Regions from separate parts of the Canis lupus genome. Here region 1 is linked to region 2. The links are chromatin contacts, called in public Hi-C maps. All regions are on one chromosome and are shown on one strand. Each heading gives the region's core, a stretch centred on a gene start, on an enhancer-like site or on the middle of the called end of the contact. The rest is flanking DNA. Distances are from core to core; before and after follow the strand shown. Region 1 holds the start of MTSS1 (protein MTSS 1). Region 2 overlaps MTSS1 (protein MTSS 1).

Evidence for each region. Hi-C and Micro-C count contacts between places; a contact is called where the count stands out from the background.
Region 1: a contact with region 2 is called in a Hi-C map of blood, with 2.3 times the contacts expected there. The contact joins the promoter of MTSS1 here to the enhancer-like site in region 2. A contact is called at or near these places in 2 of 9 Hi-C or Micro-C datasets (blood and liver).

Annotation. Positions count from the first base shown.
Region 1 is chr13:23,206,625-23,211,459 of UU_Cfam_GSD_1.0, reverse strand. It overlaps MTSS1 (protein MTSS 1), which reads left to right and starts at 1,434. Exons shown (of 15, transcript XM_038555470.1): 1 at 1,434-2,022. The coding sequence starts at 1,951.
Region 2 is chr13:23,125,488-23,130,864 of UU_Cfam_GSD_1.0, reverse strand. The region is part of intron 3 of MTSS1 (protein MTSS 1); the gene reads left to right. Among named protein-coding and RNA genes, the nearest start is that of MTSS1, 82 kb to the left of the region's middle. Within about 2 kb of position 1,649, at least 1 of the 20 cell types and tissues checked has an H3K27ac peak or open chromatin away from gene starts, as enhancers often do. A contact at or near this core is called in blood, where this site is marked.

The sequences.
Region 1 (4,835 bases), core at 185-2,684, 81 kb before region 2:
TCCGCGGCTGTGATCTGTCCGTTCATGCATCTCTTTGATTCTTGCAGTTTTTCAAAGCCAGAACTTGACCTATTACCAAGTGAGTCTGACACAAGTCTACAGCATTTTGTATATGGTTTCTTCTGTCTCCTTCCCCTTATTTTCCTTTTGTTCTATTTTGTGCTTTGCATGGTCAGCTCAAGGGTCAAGGGAGTCAGGTGCTTATGTTTTAAGGTCTTTTAAAAGCCGCTCATTTGATTACCTTCTTCCTTGCCGATATGGCTTTAATATGTATATATATATATATGATATGTATATATATGTTATATATATATAGCAAGATTTTATTTATTTGTTCATGAGAGACACAGAGAGAGGCAGAGGGAGAAGCAGGCTCCACGCAGGGAGCCCGATGTGGGACTTGATCCCGGGATTCCGGGATCACTCCCTGAGCCAAAGGCAGACGCTCACCGGCGGAGCCACCCAGGCGTCCCTATTTGGCCTTAATCTAAATGAGGGATCCGACTATGTGCAGTTAGGCTTCATAGTGGAGCTATGAAAATGAGCCCCCAGCCTCCACATCAACTCGGGTACATTTGCGCTTTCCTCGTTAAACCTCCCAACAGGGCTCTCTGCAGTGATGCCAACACCCAATGCCCTCAGTGGGCATGAAAAAAAAAACAAAACAACAAGTCACGGGCAGTCAAAAATATCCATAAGCCAAAGAACAGTATGCGAAAGCTCAATACCATTCATTTTGCAATGGCAAATTAATCTACTTTCCCAGCATCCTGCAACTTTTATTGAACTGGGCATCCCGCCATGGGATACGCCCCCAAACTCTCCTTAATTACATATTCGTTAATTACAAATTAATGACAAATTACGATTTTGTTTGCAATCGTGACTGGCGTTGCAGTCCTGATATCACAGGACGGGCTTCTTCTCAAAAGGCTGCAGCAGCAGGAGCAGCAGCGACAGCTCCAGGAGCAGCAGCAGCGGCAGCAGCAGCAGCAGCAGCTTTCCCGCCCTCCTGAGCGCTCACTGTAATACGCCGGGCGCTGCGCTAAGCTTGCCACCCTGCAGGTCCCCGGGGAGCGGCGGTGCACCCTCGGTTCCCCGCGCTCGCAGCCATTGTGGGGGGGGGGGGGGGGGGGGGGGGGGGTGCGGGGCGCCCGCCCAGCCGCGTGCCGGCCCGCCCCCTCGGCGCCGCGACCCGCGGCCGGGGCAGGAGGGGGTGCCCGGCGCGCGCTCCGGGGAGGGGGCGGCTCCCGCGGGGGCGGAATCCTCGCCGCGCCGCCCGCGGTCCTCCTCCCGGGCACGCGCCGCTCCCTCCTCCCTCGCCCCGCCCGCGAGCGGCGGACGCACGGCCCCGAGCGCGCGCCCTCCCCGCGCCCTCCCCGCGCCCCCGCGGCGGACGCACGGCCCCGAGCGCGCGCCCCTCGGAACGTCCCCGGGAGCCGCGCCAGAGCGAGCGCCGGGGCCGGGCGCGCAGGAGTGAAAAGGAGGCGGCGGCCGCGGCTGCGAGCAGCAGCTCCGGACCCCGCGGGCGGACGCGTCCTGCTGCGGGGCGATTTTTTTTTTTAATTTCAGACCATATCATTAAATCAGAAAACCTTGCATTTTTCCATGGCGCTGGCCCCGGGTCAGCGAGCGGTTTTCTCTGCCTCAGGATGGGCTTTGCCGTTTCCGTCGCGGGCACCCGTGGTGGCCTGATTGTCAGTCTTCTCCGGGCATTTTTGAGGCCAGAAGCCGAGCGCCGCATGTAGGCGAATCACCCTGCGGGGCGGCTTGGCTTTTTTAAATTATCGTTTGTTATCTGGGGGCGGAGAAGAGCCGGCCTCGGGCGCTCGGGCCTCTCGGCAGAGGCGGCTGTGAGTCGGAGGTGGGATTGCTCGCGGGGGAGCGAGCCCCGGCCCCGCGCAGTCCAGGCGGCCCCGGGAGTGTCCTCTGCCTGCCGGCGCCGGGAAAATGGAGGCTGTGATAGAGAAGGAATGCAGCGCGCTCGGAGGCCTCTTCCAGACCATCATCAGCGACATGAAGGTAGGACGCCGGGGGCGCGGCTGCGGTGGCCGCGCTGACCTCGCCGGGGCCCCCGCCTGCGCCGCGGCCGCCGCCACCTGCGGGAGCGCTCGGGCCCCGGGTCACCTGCGCCCCCGCGGCGCCGCCCGGGCTCTGCCGGGCCGCTGCCCGCATCCCCGGGGGCGCCAGGTGCCCGCTGCCCTCTCCGCGCTCATTGTCCCAGGGGGCGGCACCACCTCGCCTCCCCGGGGCGCGGGGCCCCGGCTCCAAGTTGCCCATTGTCTGTCGCTGGACCGAGTGTCTGCGACCCGTGGAGGCCGGTGCCCGGGCCGACACCTGATTCCCCCGAGGCCGGGGTGGGGGCGCCTGGCGCGGTGGCCGGGAGGGCTGTGGGGGCTCTGCGTGGCCGCGGGAACTGGCCCTCCGGCCGGGAGCCTGCGAGGGAGGCTCCCCCTCTTCTCCCCTCCTTCTTGGCTTCTTTCGGGTCCACCTGGCGGGCGGGCGGGGGGGGTAGTTGGGGGGGATCTGAGCAAATTAGGCATTAATTGGGCAGTTCCAAGCTGCTGAGGGTGTGCATGCCTTCCCTCAACCCTCCCCGGGGGCGCGGAGCAGAAGTTCCCAGAGCAGCCTTGCTGGGGACCCTCCTCCACCGGGCTGAGGCGCCCAGTCTGAAGGCAAGATTGGGGTCCCCTAAACCACTGTATTCCCCACCCACCCAACACACACAGCCTCCAGGTTTTCTCTTGGACGGATCGTGAAGATACTGTGCGTGTGTGTGTGTGTGCGCGCGCGCGCAAGCGTGCGCGCGCCTGTGTGTGTATGTGTGTGTGTGTGTGTGTGTGTATTGCGGGGCGGGGAACAACACCCGGTTTTTTTTTTTTTCCTGCAAAGGGTGGGACTGGGGATAACCTGATCTAGGATGTGGATTTTCTGCTGCATAGAGGTAGATCAGGGCCCTGTGTTACTCACCCAAAGGAAATAGATCCAGCCTCCCGAGCTGGCTGGAGGTGGGAATTGGGGGCGGTGGGGGGATTTTTTTTTTTCATGTGTATTTAGGGAGCTTCTCTTTGGCTCTAACCCAGCCCCAGTTTGCCTCAACAGATCCGGGGAGGTGGTGTTTAATTAAAAGCTCGGCTTCCAAAACGAGTAGGCAGGTTTGGAAAGCTGTACAGCCGGTGGGTGTGGACGGCCCCGCTTCAGCCGCTGCCTGGGCGTTCGGAGGAGCTTTTGTCTGATCAAGTGTGGGGTTTAGAGAGGGTTTGGACTGGGAGATGGACTTAGCGAAGGAATGCTCAGCTGTCACGCTTGCTCTCCCCTCCCCCTTTTAGAATCAAGTGCCATCTCCCCAAGGGTGAACTTTTCCAAGGTGCCTCCATGCTGGCCTTGTCCCTCCTACAGAGCCTGTGCTCTTTTTTTTGGGGGGGGGGGGGAGGAAGGGAGGTGAGAAATTGACATTCGTGGAGCGTTATCTTCAGCTAGACCCTGCTTGTCCAGGAATGCCTCTAATCCAGCCACTTGGAATTAGATGGATTATTCCCTGTTCAAAGACAGCCTCTTTCATTCCTTTGCCCTCAATCCACATTGACTTATTGAAGTGCTCTTTTGAGACAAAGATTGGTGTCCCCGCCTTGGACTCTGGGGTATTTTTTGTTAACTTAAATTCTCTACGCCTTATAATCAAACATTTGGTTTGAGGCACACGTGCATTTTGATCATCAGGGGAAGAATTTTGAGATGGGTTGGTAAACCTGCTTGTGTGTTTTTTATTTTTTTCGAAGCGAAATGGGTGTTTCCAGTCCCTGAGTAGTAACAAGGATCCAGTGACCTAAAAGTTCTTCTGCCCACTGCAGTCCCAGAAAAAAAAAAAAAATCTAGGATTTTTGTTTTTCTCTCCCTCTTTGTTCCTTAATCCAGAATCCATCCAGTCTTGGTTCTTTGCATTTATGGGTTTGAACCCAAAGCCCTTCAGAAGTTTTCCACCTGCGATCCCGTGGCTGCCCTGGAGCTTTCTGGAGGGTGGAGTTGGGGGGGGGGGGGCGGATTGTGAGTGCTGAGGTGGCATGTTTTTCCCTCTGCAAGATTCTAGTTAAAAATAAAGATGTATTTAATGCCCTCTCAGTGCTGGATCTCTAGTTTATGGTTCCTGACACTTCTTTCCCTTTGAATTTAGTAGAGTTTGTTCAACATCCTGTGGGAAGGCATTTATTTTAAGGTTGTTTGTTTTATTTTGGCAAGGATTTGAGAAGTAAACTGGAGGGGAAGACTAAAACCTGTCTTGAGGTCTGTAGGATTCCAGGCTTTTGGGGAGCAGAGATAAGGAAAAAGACGGGTAGATTGATTTCCAAGAATATTTATGCAGAACTCAGTTGTTGAATATTTTAATGGAGTTTTCTTTTTAAAAGACTTCTTTGTGGGTTGGATGGCTGTGATATTTTAAAAGGGAATTAAAAAAAATTGGGCATATAGAATAAGAAGTATGTAGTATGCATAATTCATGAAGTCACCACCAATAAAAGTCAGTGTTCAATATCTGAAGTCAGCTGGCTTTTTAATGACCAGTTTATCCTTTTTTTCTTCTTTGAACTGCCATGATGGGTTTCTAATGTCTTTGGTCTCCTTTCTGTTTGCTTTGAAGGACAAGTGTAAATGTTGGAAACCCATTTTGGAAGGCCATCTTGAGAAAATTTTTAGGTTATTTTCCCAGAAATAATGTTGGAGTGGGGTGAGGAAAGGGTAAGGAATTTTTTTTTTTTTTTTTTTTTTTTTTTAGTAGCATTTGATTCTCCCAAACGTACAGCAGCACAGGAAGGGAGTCAATTTCCTCTTTGGAGGAA
Region 2 (5,377 bases), core at 400-2,899:
CTAAATAAGTAAGTGGAGAGAAGGAGAGAAATATAGCAGGAACAATTGGAATGCATTTACATTAGTAGCTCCTGACAGTACCACGGTCTGAAATGGGGTGAGAGTCGGTGGTGTTACTGCCCTGAAGGGGGAAGGTCTTTGCACACTTGGGCTCAGGCCAAAGAAGGAAACTGGGTGCCCGGATGCTGGGGTGAAGGTTTTTTTTCTGTTTAGAAATATGAACAACAGGTTTTCATTGAAAGCGTAGAGGGTTCGGGGCACTTGGCTCAGTCAGTTAAGCATCCAGCTCTTGATTTCGGCTCAGGTCATGATCTCAGGGTCCTGGGATGGAGTCTGCTTGAGACTCTCTCTCCCTCTGCCCCTCTCCCCACACTCTTGCCCTCGAGTATGTGTGTACATGCTCTATCTCTAAAAATCTTTAAAAAAAAATGCTTAGAGTGCTCAAAATAGTAAGATGTACATGGTCATTTTCACTTTCTGGGCACTCATGATAAAGAGTTTAATAAGTCAAAGGTTTGGGCTTAAAATTGAAAATCGTACTGAGTCTTAGTGGAGAAAACGAGATTTGGGGAAAATAGGTAAAACAAAATAAAACAACAACTTGACTTGGTAAATTGTTGTGCTTTCAGCTTGTGATACTACAGTGTAGCTGCTTTCTCTCAGAGGCATGGTTCCAGTAGCCATCCTGAATGTGGATGAGCCCCATGTGCTTCTGCCCTATTTGACCTGCTAACCTGAGACCTGCTAATCTCTGGGTCAGATGTCCCTGAGGTCTATCATGGTGCCATGTTTTTCCTCCCAGAGTATAGTGTCCCCTCTCAGGTTTTAGGTACGTCTTCTTATGCACATTGAGCTTTTGTAAACAAAGAATCTCCAGAGTAAGTGAAAGCTTTCTTGCTGTAATTCATTAAAAAAAAAAAAAAAAATCATAAGACGTGCTATACTTAGATCCATGATAGATGTTAATGGTTGAGTGAGTCTGTGCATGACACACCTGACTTTTTTCAGTTTATCTAGGCAGACATTCTTGAAGGGAGAAGACACAAATTCCATAAAATGTTTAACCCCCCCTGATAGTTATTGAATCATAAATAGGTGACTTAAGTTACCCCATCCCTTTTGAAATGATCCACTGGTTTCTTTATAATATTCTGTCTGTAGTGTTCAGATGTCAAATCTTGTTCAATGTGTCTGGAGGGAGGTTTTCCAGTTAGATCTGGTACTATTTAGCAAAGTTGGAGACTTAAACCTGATTTCCTTTTTCCTTTCACTTAGCGAGAAAGATTAATTATGTTTAGATGATGCTGAAATTCAATTTTGGTAACATGAAAATTGGTTTGGAACTCAGATGGTGAATGTGTTCATGATTCACTTCTTTAAAATGGTTGTGGAATGAAGTTGGTGTGAATAAATATGTTAATTAGGATTTCTTCGCGAGTAAGCATCCTGCCATGGTTAGCTGATCTGTGGGCAGTGATCTCAGGGACCTTTGTAGGACCAAGGCTATTTCATCTGTAGCTCAGGTAAAGGAAGACAGAGGTAAGGTTGCCAGGGAAACCACCAAAGTGATGTATAACTACGGAGCTGCTTTGCATTCAAATGTGGTTTGAGGTTTGGGAGGTTCTCCCTCCCCCCACTCCACACCTGCCAACACACAAATGATGGTACATGAAAATGAACAATACTCATGTGCCCGGGTCTTAAAGGAAATGACCCCAGGCTGACTATAACTCAAGCTGTGGGCCTTAAGGGGATCATGTTCTGTTCCTTCTTTCTCTGTGTTCAGGCATTAGCTACTAATGATGTGCTTCCAGTTGGTTTTCGTGGAAATGAGCTGTGAGACACTTTTAATACACTTTTAATACACTTCACACATACTTCATAAACTTTTTTTTCCTGATTTTTAAAATAAACTTTTTACAGAATTTCAAAGACACGGAGCACTCATCTTTTTATAGCGTATAAAAATCACCTGTACTTTCACCATTTGGAAAAACCTAGCACAATATCTTGTACTTCTGTGAATATTTTTCTATATTTTCATGTATACGTTTATACATACATGTATATAATTGTGTGAACGCATAATATTTTAAATATACATATGACATATAAGGTCTCCAAATTTTGGCTACAGATTTTAATTTTTAAAGTTTTAAAGATTTTATTTAGAGGGAGAGAGTGTGTGTGTGTACACACATGAAGGGGAGGGGCTTAGGGAAAGGAAGAGAGAGACTGAAGCAGTCTACCTGCTAGGTGTGGAGCCGGACATGGAGCTTGATCTCACAACTTTGAGATCATGACCTGAGCCAAAACCAAGAGTCCAATGTTTAACCAACTGAGCCACCAGGCACCCCTGCAGATTTTAATGTTTAAATTTTCATATTGTAATAATTTTTTCATTCTTAGAATAGAAAAACTCATAGGAGCATACAGTTATTTATTTAACCATTTCTCTACTGTTGATTATACTTTGTTTCTAGCGTTCCAGTCTTACAAATGATGCTGCAGCAAGCAGCAAGCATTTCTCTGCATCATTTTATCCCTAGGTTAGGGTCCTCAGGTAGAGTCACTCACTAAGTCAAGGCACAAGCATTTTTATGGCTTTTGCTCTATATTGCCAAATGCTCCTTTTGGAAGGATTTGGCTAGTTAATCCCTTACCAGGTGGTAAGATGTCTCATTAAGACCAGGTGTTAACCAATTTTTTTTTCTATCTTCCAGTTGTACAGTTCAGAGACCCTTGTTGTTGTTTTTGCTTATTATCTAGAGCAGAAGAATGATAGCAGGATCGAGGAGTTACTGTACAGGATGTATCTTTGGTTCTCAAAGCAGCTAACTGAAATAGGTTCCACTGCATCCTCATTTAACAGATGGGCAAACAAGAGAGAAAACACAGACGACGGGGTGCCTGGGTGGTTCAGTCGGTGGAGCAGCTGTCTTTGGCTCAGGTCATGATGCTAGGGTCCTGGCATGGAGCCTCGCATCAGGCTCCCTGCTCAGCAGGTAGTCGTCTTCTCCCTCCCCTCTGCACTCCCCACCAACCCTGGCTTGTGTGTGCTTTCACTCTCTCTCTCTCTCTCTCTCTAGAGAGAGAGAGAGAGAGAGAGAGAGAGTATATATACGCGCGCGTGCGCACACACACACACACACACACACACAGACGAGTGAGGCTCTTTAGAGATTCATATTCCCAAATTGGGTGAGTTAATGCTTATGTTATTAGGTGAGGAGACTCCTGTAGACTTAATAGTTTTAAAGCTTAGTTGGACCCACCAAAGATGGGTCATCAGAAGGAAGTTGGGAATTAGCTGAAGCTGTGAAGGGTAAGTTGATTTGGGGCTCCTGTTTAAAATGGAGATGTTTTTCTCCCCAGAGTATAGTGTCCCCTCCCAGGTTTTAGGGATGTATTCTTAAGCACTTTGAGCATTTGTAAACAAACAAACAAAAATCTCTAATGCGTGAAAGCTTAATCCTCTCTGATTCATTAAAAGAAAAAAAAAAAAAACTCAAGACATGCTATGCTTAGAGGCCTTTCTTTCCATTTCTGCCTCTTTTCCATTCATATCACTTCTACTACTGAAAGCATGAATCCTGCACCTGCTGTATTTCAGGATTCAAACATCTTCCCAGTTAACTGTGCCTTTTAGCAAATATGAAGTACTTGAAACCAAACTACATAGTGGTCCTTCTGGAACCATTTCCTTTTTAACTTTTGAGACTTGCTATTTATTGAAAACTAAGGTAAATAATTTTACCTTTATGCTGGATTTAGCCGTCTGTCCATTTCTCTATGCCTTGCAAACATGACATCCATGCTAGTGTTTCCTCATTCTCAATAACTGTATTCAGAAATAAGGGGAGGTGGGGACATTTACCTACCAGTGATTCAGCTGTTTTACCCAGGACTGATATTTCACCATTCTCTTCTGCTTGTTTCTTTATCCTTCCTCTTTTTTCTCTATGCTTATTGGTAAAATTAGAATTCATTCATCTTCAGGTAGGACAAACTCTGGTTCAGGATATAGCTTCCAATATTTGGGTCATTGGAGCCAACATGCTATTAAACTGAAGGGTTTTTAGTTCTTCCACCAGACAAATTATCTGTCGGGCTGTCCATCCATCCGTCTGTCCATCCATCCATTCATCCTCATAGCTCGCTCCTTCCTCCCTCCCCGAAAGACCGAAACTGCTCCTACTAGCACGAAAGAAAGAAGGAGGGAGAGAGAGGAAAGGAGGGAGAGGAGAGAGAAAGAGGAGCTCAGTGTAGAGAAGTCGATGAAGAACTAGGTGGGGTGGTAGGGAGGGATTGTGGGGGTGGTGAGGGAGGTGTGGTAGGATCTGGCTTGGTTGAGGCTCGTATGAGAATCTTCTCTCTCTTCTCTTCTTTCTTCTTTCTTTTTTCTTTTTTCTTTCGTTTGCTTTCTCTTCTTTCTTCTCTGTTATTTCTTCTTCTCTTTACTTCTTTCTCTCTCCCTTCCTCCCTCCCTTCCTTCCTTTCTTTTTTTCTTTTCTTTCTTTCAGCAGAGACCTAGGCAGAGGGAGAAACAGGCTTTCTGCGGGGAGCCTGATGTGGGACTCGATCCCAGGACCCCAGGATCATGACCTGAGCCAAAGGCCAGATGCTCAACCACTGAGCCACCCAGATGTCCCAGCCTTTCACTTTCAAGTATGTTGCCAGGTGCTGTGGAAGAAAGGTACATAAGACAGAGAAGGAAGTCATGTTTGTTGAGTAGTTCTGTGTTTCAAGACCAGGTCTGAGAGCTTTTATATGTTCTCATTTAATTTTTGCAGCAGCTGCATGAGAAACACTGTGTTAACCTCACACTATAGGAATCAAAGCTTTGAGAGATCCCGGGAATTGCCAGAGTCATGGTTATTTGAATTCGTGTTGATTGGGTCTCTCCTTTCACCCCGACACTGTTCTGCTTTATGATGGAAACTTTCACCAAGTGTTTGCCCCAAGGTGCTTATGGTTGTGTGTGATAGAAGCTCTCTTAACTGGCCTCTGCTGGCCGCTGCTGTCTGCCCTTGAGGCTCGTGGGGGGCTGTGATCGCTTCCTCCCAAGAGTGCTGTGCTCACTGGTCAGCTGTGGTTTTTTTCCCCTCCAAACTTGTTTTTTGCCACTTGAACTTGCTGTGATTATGTAATTAAATGAAGTATTATATAAACTGATGAAATTTGAGTGTGAAGAGAAATTGTTTTTCTGAAAACTACGTTGTATGTTTTGGAAAGACTTGGAAAACAATTTTATTTAATTTTTTTTTTTTTTTTTTTTTTTTTTTTCCTGGGACACCTGGGTGGCTCAGTCGGTGAAGGGTCTAACTCATGATTTCGGGTCAGGTCATGATCTCAAGGTTGTGAGATCGAGCCCCAT